Linked DNA regions of Mus musculus: region 1 is linked to region 2. Evidence: chromatin contacts called from public promoter capture Hi-C data. All regions are on one chromosome and are shown on one strand. The core of a region is the stretch at or near the end of the contact, and the rest is flanking DNA. Distances in the headings are between cores, read along the strand shown. Region 1 holds the start of Tex46 (testis expressed 46). Region 2 holds the start of 9130020K20Rik (a long non-coding RNA gene).

Region 1 (4,773 bases), core at 210-2,709, 260 kb before region 2:
CTACTGGGCCATATCCCTAGCCTTCAGATGTCGTTTGTTTGTTTGTTTGTTTGTTTGTTTGTTTTTTGAGACAAGGTTTCTCTGTATAGCCCTGGCTGTCCTGGAACTCACTTTGTAGACCAGGCTGACCTCAGATCAGAAATCTGCCTGCCTCTGCCTCCCAAGTGCTGGGATTAAAGGCCTGTGCCACCACTACCCGGCGGCATGGATGCCTTTTTTAATTTTTAAAAAGTATTTCTATTTTGAGATTTAGGCTTATTTACTTTATGTTTATGAGTGTTCTTCCCTGCATGTATGTGTGTGTACCTGTGCATGCAGTGCCCAAGGAGGTTGGGAGAGAGCACTGGATCCCCTGAGCCTGGAATTACAGTTGACTGAGCCACCATATGGGTGCCTGTGGAGATCAGAAGAGGGCTTAAGACCCCTGCAACTGGACTTACAAGCAATTGTGAGCTACTGTGTGGGTGCTGGGAACGGAATTCAGGTCCTCTGCAAGAGCAGCAAGTGCTCTTAATTCCTGAGCTATCACTCCAGTCCCAAATGACTTTTATTTTATGTGTATGGGTGGTTTTGCCTGCATGTATGTGTGTGCACCATGTGGATACAGTGCCTGCAGAGGCTGGAAGAGGTCCTTACAGACAGCTGTGAGCCACTGTGTAGGTGCTGGGAACTGAACCTGGATCCTCGGCAAGAAAAGGGCGAACCATCTCTCCAATTTTTTTTTTTAAATAGGAAGCTATTTTGCTGTCTCCAGGTAACATCTGGCAACATCTGGAGATATTCTAGGTTGTGGCAAATAAAGTGGAAAGTGATGCTAGCATTTCCTATGTAGAAGCCAGAGAAGCTGCTTATCAAAGCCCCTTCCCCTCTTCACACACACACACACACACACACACACACACACGTCCATGTATATCAATTTAAAGGTTTTTTTTTTTTTAATTTGAAATAGTTGATAGCGTGGCTGAAACAGGATGGAACACAGTGTGGGAGAGTCTAGTATGGTTCCTATTTCACATCTCAGTCAGCAGAAGCGTTATTGAAGGGATTAGTCCACCACCATCCAAGGGGAGACCACAGAGAAAAGACTTAGCTCAGAGTCTTAAAATTCTTCATCCTGACCCCACCAACCTTCTCTGAGCCACCCTGTCAGTGCAGCCTTGAGAGTCCCATAACCCTTAGTTAGAGCTAAGCAACCTCTTGCTCACCTGGGGTGGGGAGGGAGCCAAATTGTGTTCTTGTTTGACCAGCCAGTTGCTCAGCAACAGCAGAAGGAGGAGGAAGGCAAACAAGATGGGTTTAAAGCTTATCAACCAAGCCAAGGCAGCTCCTATGGGGCCAGAAGAAGCAAGGAACCCGTGGAGACTCCTCAGAAGAAAGATTAGTTCCCCCAACATCGTGGCACAGAGGGGCAAGGCCCCAGGCCCCTGCTTCAGTCCCCTCCATAACAGGAGGCATTGCCATCCGCTCCTCTGATTCATAAGCAACTCCCCACCCTGCTATCGCATAACAATAACTTCTCCTATGCCTTAAGGGCCCACTGTGTGTCAGTCTCTCTGGCAGGCGGCTTTGCCAGCATCATCTCCTGACATCCACATGGCAGCCACATGAAGGAGGTCCTCAGGGGTACCTCTCCCATGGAACGCTTCTCTGAAAGAAAACAGTTGATGCTATAGGTCACCTGCTCTCATGATGAGGGAGGCTGCAAAGGAAAAAATAATCTGTAATGTGGAGATAAGGGAAACAGGTTACTGTGCGCTTACATAGTCACAGCAGGATGCTGTCAATAAGTCTGTAGAGGCTGCATACTTGATTTACTTTAAAAATATATTTATTTAGTCAGGTAGTGGTGGTTTACGCCTTTAATTCCAGCACTCAGGGGGCAGAAGCAGGTGGGTCTCTGAGTTCAAGGCCAGAGTGTTCCAGGATAGCCAGGGCTACACAGAGAAACCCTGTCTTGAAAAGGAAAACAAACAAAATACAAAAACAGGAAAGAAAGAAAAGCCTCCATAAGATTGAGATATAAGGAAAGCCACTTCCTCTCGGTTCCATATTGAACTCGAGTTGGAAGAGGCGAGTCTGGTCTCAAAATGGAGGGCCGTGATCCAAAGGAACCAGAGCAGCTGCGGAAGCTGTTTATTGGTGGTCTGAGCTTTGAATCCACAGATGACAGCTTGAGAGAACATTTTGAGAAATGGGGCACACTTACAGACTGTGTGGTAATGAGAGATCCCCACACAAAACGTTCCAGAGGCTTTGGTGTTGCGACCTACTCTCGTGTTGAAGAGGTGGATGCTGCACTGTGTGCTCGGCCACACAAGGATGATGGACGTGTGGTGGAACCAACGAGAGCTGTTTCTAGGGAGGATTCTGTAAAGCCTGGCGCCCATTTTAACGGTGAAGAAAATTTTTGTTGGTGGTATTAAAGAGGATACGGAAGAATATAACCTGAGAGACGACTTTGAAAAGTATGGCAAGATTGAAGCCATAGAGGTTATGGAAGACAGACAGAGTGGGAAAAAGAGAGGATTTGTTTTTGTAACTTGTGATGATCATGACACAGTTGATAACATTGTTGTTCAGAAATACCACACTATTAATGGGTATAATTGTGAAGTGAAAAAGGCCCTTTCTAAACAAGAGATGCAGTCTGCTGGATCACAGAGATGTCTCGGAGGTGGATCTGGCAGCTTTATGGGTCGTGGAGGACACTTTGGTGGAAGAAGGATTTGGAGGTGATGGTGGCAGCTATGGTGGTGGTCCTGGTTACAGTAGTAGAGGAGGTTATGGAGGTGGTGGACCAGGATATGGAAACCAGGGTGGTGGATATGGTGGTGGAGGAGGAGGCTATGCTGGTTATAATGAAGGAGGAAATTTTGGTGGCGGTAACTATTATGGTGGTGGGAACTATAATGACTTTGGAAATTATAGTGGACAGCAACAATCAAATTATAGACCCATGCAGGGGGCCAGTTTTGATGGAAGAAGCTCAGGCAGTCCCTATGGTGGTGGCTATGGATCAGGAGGTGGACGTGGTGGATATGGTAGCAGAATGTTTTAAAATAAAACAGAAATGGCTACAGTTCTTAGCAGGAGAGAGGGAGGAGTTGTCAGGAAAGCTTCGGGTTACTTTGAGACAGTCGTCCCAAATGCATTAGAGGAACTGTAAAAGTCTGCCACAGAAGGAATGATGATCCACAGTCAGAAAAGCTCAGTATTGTCATAGCCACAGTTTGCAAACAGTGCAGCTATTGATTAATGCAATGTAGTGTCAACTAGATGTACATTCCTGAGGTCTTTTATCTGTTGTAGCTTTGTCTTTTTCTTTTCATTACATCAGGTATATTGCCCTGGAAATTTTGATAGTGGTACCAGGAATAAAAAAATTAAGGAATTTTTAACTTAAAAAAAAAAGAAGCCGGGCGTGGTGGCACACGCCTTTAATCCCAGCACTTGGGAGGCAGAGGCAAGTGGATTTCTGAGTTTGAGGCCAGCCTGGTCTACAGAGTGAATTCCAGGACAGCCAGGGCTACACAGAGAAACCCTGTCTCGAACAGCCAAAAAAAAAAAAAAAAAAAAAAAGGAAGAAAAGGAAAGCCCGTAGGATGTTTGTTTGTTTGTTTCCAATATTTTTAAAAGAATTATTTTTATTTATATGATTATACTGTCACTGTCTTCAGACACACCAGAAGAGAGCATCAGATCCCATTACAGATGGATCCCATTACAGATGGTTGTGAGCCACCATGTGGTTGCTGGGAATTGAACTCAGGACCTCTGGAAGAGCAGTCTGTGTTTTTTTTTTTTTTTTTTTTTCATTTTTATTTTTTTAACTTTTTTTCCATTGGATATTTTCCTTATTTACATTTCAAATGTTATCCCCTTTCCCTGTTTCCCTCCCTCCCGGAAACCCCCTATCACATCCTCCCTTCCCAGCCAGTGCTCTTAACCACTGAGCCATCTCTCCAACATAATCTTTTTATTGATTATTTGGGTATTTCAAATAATGAACCCTGACCACACTCACATCCCACTCCTCCCAGGCCCGCTATCTCACTCATATGCACCCTCCCAATACCCCAGGTACAGTTTGTGTTACCCACATACTCACTGGAGCATGGTCAAACTCCCAGTTGCCAGCACCTTAAAGATAAGGGAGTCCTTCCCCATCACCCCACCAGAAGCCATCAAATATAAAGAGCTACACTTCGGCATCTTTATCACAATTTTATAGGACTCTCTTCAATAGCTTTCTGTCTAGACTATATCTTTGGGGAGAGGGTAGGGTGTGTGTGGGGGGGATGTTGCAGAAGCCTTCAGTGTCTCTCATTTTCAATGATGAGTCTGGAAGCATCGATACCTTTGCAGCAGAAGCTTCCTGGTCCATAACAGCCAGCAGCAGATCACGGACTTCCACATGGTTTCTCCAGCGACTGCATGGATCATGGATATCAACATGGTCCCTGGTGGCATCAAGGACCACAGACACTAACGCGGCTCTTGGTGGCAGCATGGATCATGGACATCCACATGCACTCCAGCTGCAACACAGAAGATGGATCACAACATGGTCCTGGGTGGCAGGAAGGACCACGGACATCTATAGAGACAGCCTCTGTTGGCATCACAGATCACTGATGCCCACATGGCCTCTGGTGGCAGCACAGTCTATGAGTATCAGCATGGCCTGCAGTAGCAGCACAAGACCACAGACACCAGCACACCCCCAGCTGTAGCATGGGCCAGAGAGAGCAACGTGGCTTCTGGCGGAAG
Region 2 (4,939 bases), core at 688-3,187:
AGGAGGAGGAGGAAGAAGAAGAGGAGGAGAAAGAGGAGAAGGAAAAGGAGTAGCAGCAGCAGCAGAGAAGAAAGAAAGAAGAAGAAATTAGTAGTAGTAGAAGAAGTAGTAGTAGTAGTAGAAGGAGAAGGAGGAGGAGGAGAAGGAGGAGAAGGAGAAGCAGCAGCAGCAGCAGCAGCGGCGGCTGCTACTTCGTGTGGTAGTATACACCTTTTGTCCCAGCACTCTGGAGGCAGAGGCAGGCTAATCTCTGAGTTCAGAGAATTACAGGACAGGCAGGAAGCAGCTTAAAGAACAAACCAACCAACCAGTAACAAAAAAGCTTTTAGCTTTTCTACTTAGCTTTCTACTAAGGTTTTCTTCTTTTGTTGAGCCCCAGAAATGTGAAAAAATCATGACCTTGGCATCACCTAGAAGCTTGGTGCTGATCAATCAGTCAGATCGACACAAGAGAATCAACTACAAGACCAGCATTAGCCTGGGAAATGAACTCAGAGACAAGAGGGAATCTGAACATCTCTGAGGGCTTCTATCCATGTCAGCGTGTGGAGTTAAGTGATAACTGTGACCGGAACAACTGCAAACATCTCATCAATCCCCAGCATCCCTTCCAAGGACTTTAGGAAATTGTCTTTATGTACTGTACGAGCTGGCTTCCAAGAACCTGGGGATAGCAGAGCCTTCATTTTAACATTTACAAAAAAATGGTCTCATTCGGACTTTTTTTTTTTTTCATTTAGAGAAGTCAAATAGAAATTGTTACAATGAATGAACATAACTACATTGCTCTCCACAGCATAAGAATGAGTTTCAGCAACAATTTTTACTCTTGCTTATATTTGAAGGATAGTCTCCCTGTATAGCCTCAGACTTTCCTCCTGCGGCTGCCTCCAGAACACTGCTCCAACAGGACTTTATGGGCTAACAGGAGGCACATCAAAACTAAACACACACAATGTAACCAAAATCTGAGTGGTTTTTCTTTTGTTTTTGTTGTTATTATTTGTTTTTTGAGACAGGGTTTCTCTGTATAGTCCTGGCTATCCTGGAACTCACTCTGTAGAAAAGGCTGGCCTTGAACTCAGAGATCTGCCTGCCTCTGCCTCCTCAGTGCTGAGATTAAGGAGTGTGCACCACCAGTGCCTGGCTTACTTCAACCATGATGTGCTGGAAAGACATTTAAGTTCTGACCAAACCAACTGAGGTATTCTAACAACAGCTAAATGAATAAATCCCATGATACTTATCAGGTTCAATAACAGGATTTGTTTGGTAACATTTTGATCAATATAAAGCACACTTCCTTTTAAGCCTGAAATTTTAAACACTGACTAAAAATAGCTTTTAAAGTATATTATTTTTTATTTAACCTATTTTAAAATCCAGGGAACCAAAAGCAAGACTTAAAGGATTCTTGGCTCGAGCATAAAATTAACCTCCCAAGAACACATGGCAGTGACCAAGGCCTCAGTGGAATATGAGACCTGAAATAACGCAGTCCCTTTCCGTTCAAGGAAATGCTTTCTTCTCTGCACAGCTGACAACTGCAGAATGACTTTCTCAGACGATGCTGCAGTTCTCACATGCACAGCTGTGAAGCTGAGTTTTAGGCTAATGAACTTCTATGTGATTTTTGAAGGATGCTGCTGCATAGTTTAAATAATTTTTATATAAACTGACTACCTTGCTCAAGCTGGCCTCGGCCATGAGTCTAACTGTACGATTTTATGAATTAACTTATTAGCATCATGGTGGGAAGCTAAACGCTATTCTTTGTGCACAGGAGTAAGTGCTACTAAACTATTTCCACAGACTTCTGCTCTGCTAACAACTAGACCCTAATGGTTCCCAGAAGCATGGTGGCACAAGCTTTTAGTCCCAGCACTTGAGAGGCAGCAGACATGGGAAGACTCTTAGTAAAAAAAAAAAAAAAAAAAAAAAAAAAAAAAAGTTAGGTCATTATCTAGGAGTCACAAATAACTGAAAGAAACAAGGTTTCTTGAAGAAAATACCTGTACCTGGTCCTAATTTTTCTAAAATTTCTAGAAAAGCAGTATCTTCAAAGATATAGACACAACTACCCTGGAAAATATTCATTAAACTAATTTCTTTAAACGAAGTAAATGAATTCAGGGTTGAGACAGCAGTAAAGATAGCCTAGAGACATCCCAGACTAAATGTGGCCCACATCTGATCTTGGAGCTAGGCAGGGTGGGGCCTGATCAGTATTTATACCGCACCCCGGCCTCTGCCCTACCCTGGCTATGACAGTCTCTCAGAGAGCGTTAGACACTGCTGCTTTGAGAACAGCCCTTCCTGTTTCACTGAGTGATCTTCTGACCTGGGGACAACGGAAAAAAACCAGAACAGTAAACTGAAAACCAGTGACCTAAGGGAAGGCCCATCACTCTCACCTCATAACTTAACTTTACCAGCAATCCTCATTCACAAGACAACTCGGAATGTATCTAGACACCTTCTTGCTACTTATTCAACTTGTTTTGATCATTTGACCCCGATGACCATCTCCTAAGCCTTTTTTTTTGGTATTAGTAGCACAGTTAAAGATGGCCGAGTAAGTGTACGACTTTCAGTAAATCTCCATTGTGAGCGGCAGAGCTTCCTTCCACCCTCCTCACTGGTGAGGATCTAAGTATGCCCTTGAGGAAAATAACAGAAGAGAACCGCCACATCAAGCCAACCTGCAAGAGAATGGGAGCTATATTAAACAGATACTAAACTTACACGAAGGCAGAGAACTCTTCCATGGAACTTCCTGTTCACTGGCAGTATTTTTCAACCACAGACCCAAACCCTCCAACACAGCTTGCATCAAATACCACCTCTCTTTGTGGTACCACGCTATTGCTCAAGGCAATAAAAAGCCTACTGCCACCATCACACGGGTGCTTCCATTTGCCCCTTCACAGTTTCTCTAGACCACTTCCAATGTTGTTAAATTTTCCTCTGAAAAACTTTATTGGAGCCTAAAATGCCAGAGTCAACATTTCTGCCTGATACTTCTGAGCCCAGGTCTTACAAAGGTACTCAAGTACCCCGGGGAGAGCCCCGCCCCGCAGGGATTCAGTAAGTAAACCACTTTGCTACTCCTTAACTGGCTTCTTTCAAATAGGTTAGGACTGAATTTGGGAAGAATTTTGAGTGTAAAAACCTAAATTACACAGCTGAAGACTCTGTTTTGTACAACTGAATTAATCACACCCCACCCCAAATCACCAACACAACATTTTGAACATGTTAAATTTTATTAAAAATATTAACATCATACAAATATTCCAATACAGGTATGGTACATGAACACTGTACCAAAAGCAGGTTTTTCTTGAAATGATTAAATGGACATGTCATGTAACTGTCCCAATTTGGATATATCTCATGTTACTGTACTGTAGTACACCAGAAAGTTTTTTAGTGTTTTGTAGGCATTTTCTGTCCAATTCTAGAAATAGCCAGAGAACATAACTCTAAATACTGCAGTGACTCTTTAAAGTACAATTCCACCTATTTTCTTTAGCAGGCCAGAAGCACCTCTTTAGCCAAATCTTTACCTGTGAAAAACCACAGTAAGTAATGTTCTGAGATCCTGACACAGCTGCTACATGGACTGGAAGCCCCTTATTGGAGCAATTTAAGAGTTCTTCCATAGCGCCCACTTCCTTTCTGGTCCCATCAAGTGTATTTTGTTGCAAATGCATATGGTTAATAAATTGTACTGTTATTTCTCTTAATTTACACAAACTCATCCAAATTGAATGTCCCTAACACCATTAACTTTATTCCCAAGAAGCTGTTTAGTGCAAGCAACCAAGTTCTACACCTCACTTTTTCTGGCACTGATGCACGCACAATAAAATGTGGACAAAGGAACAAAACCTTAACTCAACCCTGAAACTGCTAGTGATTCTGCACGACTTCACTGTGACACCAAGAGCTAAGCACGTGACTTCACTGTGACACCAAGAGCTAAGCACGTCAGTCCCAGTGCTGACTAGCACATGTGTAATGCCTACCAGGTTCTAGACTGACACTGCCACCAGAACGCAAAGGTCCACAAGAATACTGAGGCAGCTCTTCAAACATCAACACTTGCAATTACTTTTATTCAGTGTCACAAATTATAATTATTTTTGCCTAGTTGTTAAATTGGTTTCCCTCAATTTATACTCAATCATCATGATATACCCTGAGTATAAGCTGGGAGGATTTTTGTTTTTAGCTGTTTAATTTTTTTGTGCTACTAGGCATTGACCTAGAGCTTTATGTATGTCAGGCAAGCGCTCTACCACTGAACTACATCCTGAGCCTTGGTCTTTTTTGAGGCAAGTTTCCATTGTGTGCCAGCCTGGGGCTCATACTCCCCCAGTGCTGGGATTCCAGGTAAGCACACCTCAGGCAGTTAGTTCACCATTTCCATGTCTAGGAATCTAGACTGTTGACTCTAGCAGTATTTACTAATTGTTTTATTTTTACCTAGTACGGGGTGCTGAGGACTGAACTTAGTGCCTCTAACATTGTTAAATACAAGCTCTCACTAACCCACGTCCTCAGCCCCACCTTTGTTTCTACTTATGCTCTAGGTCTCAAGACTGCAGCCACGTAAACTTCCTCTGGATCCTAAGTTACTATATAAACGGATCTTTAAAACCAATACTACTATTTTATTAAACTGCCAGAATTCTCAAGTTTAATTTTGCAATATTAAAATTTTATAGAATTAAAAAATATATATACTATTTAAACCCTCCAATCTAGGCAATACCTTCTCATTTTCATTAAACATTAGTGTACAATAAATCTCTTAAAATACTTATACACTAATATCCTATAAAAATGTAATAGATGATACCAGAGAGACTAAAATCACAGTAAAATATCATTATTGCTTCAACAGATATTCTAGATTGTAAGGTATGGTTTG

The links. Capture Hi-C pulls out chosen DNA fragments and counts their contacts.
Region 1: a promoter capture Hi-C map of liver shows a contact between it and region 2. The contact joins the promoter of Tex46 here to the promoter of 9130020K20Rik in region 2. A contact is called at or near these places in 22 of 39 promoter capture datasets (the 3T3-L1 cell line, 3T3-L1-derived adipocytes, the C10 cell line and 16 more), 40 of 484 Hi-C or Micro-C datasets (the 63-12 cell line, the AML12 cell line, B cells and 30 more), 26 of 115 datasets of contacts at active chromatin or transcription factors (the SCID.adh cell line, bone marrow-derived macrophages, cardiomyocytes and 15 more) and 5 of 9 other capture datasets (adipose tissue, embryonic stem cells, liver and 2 more).

The regions. Positions count from the first base shown.
Region 1 is chr4:136,607,123-136,611,895 of GRCm38.p6, reverse strand. It overlaps Tex46 (testis expressed 46), which reads right to left and starts at 1,459. Exons shown (of 2, transcript NM_026300.2): 1 at 1,209-1,459. The coding sequence starts at 1,397. It also overlaps the pseudogene Gm12986.
Region 2 is chr4:136,344,290-136,349,228 of GRCm38.p6, reverse strand. It overlaps 9130020K20Rik (a long non-coding RNA gene), which reads right to left and starts at 1,937. Exons shown (of 2, transcript XR_881499.3): 1 at 1-1,937. It overlaps Hnrnpr (heterogeneous nuclear ribonucleoprotein R), which reads right to left. Exons shown (of 11, transcript NM_001277121.1): 11 at 3,248-4,939.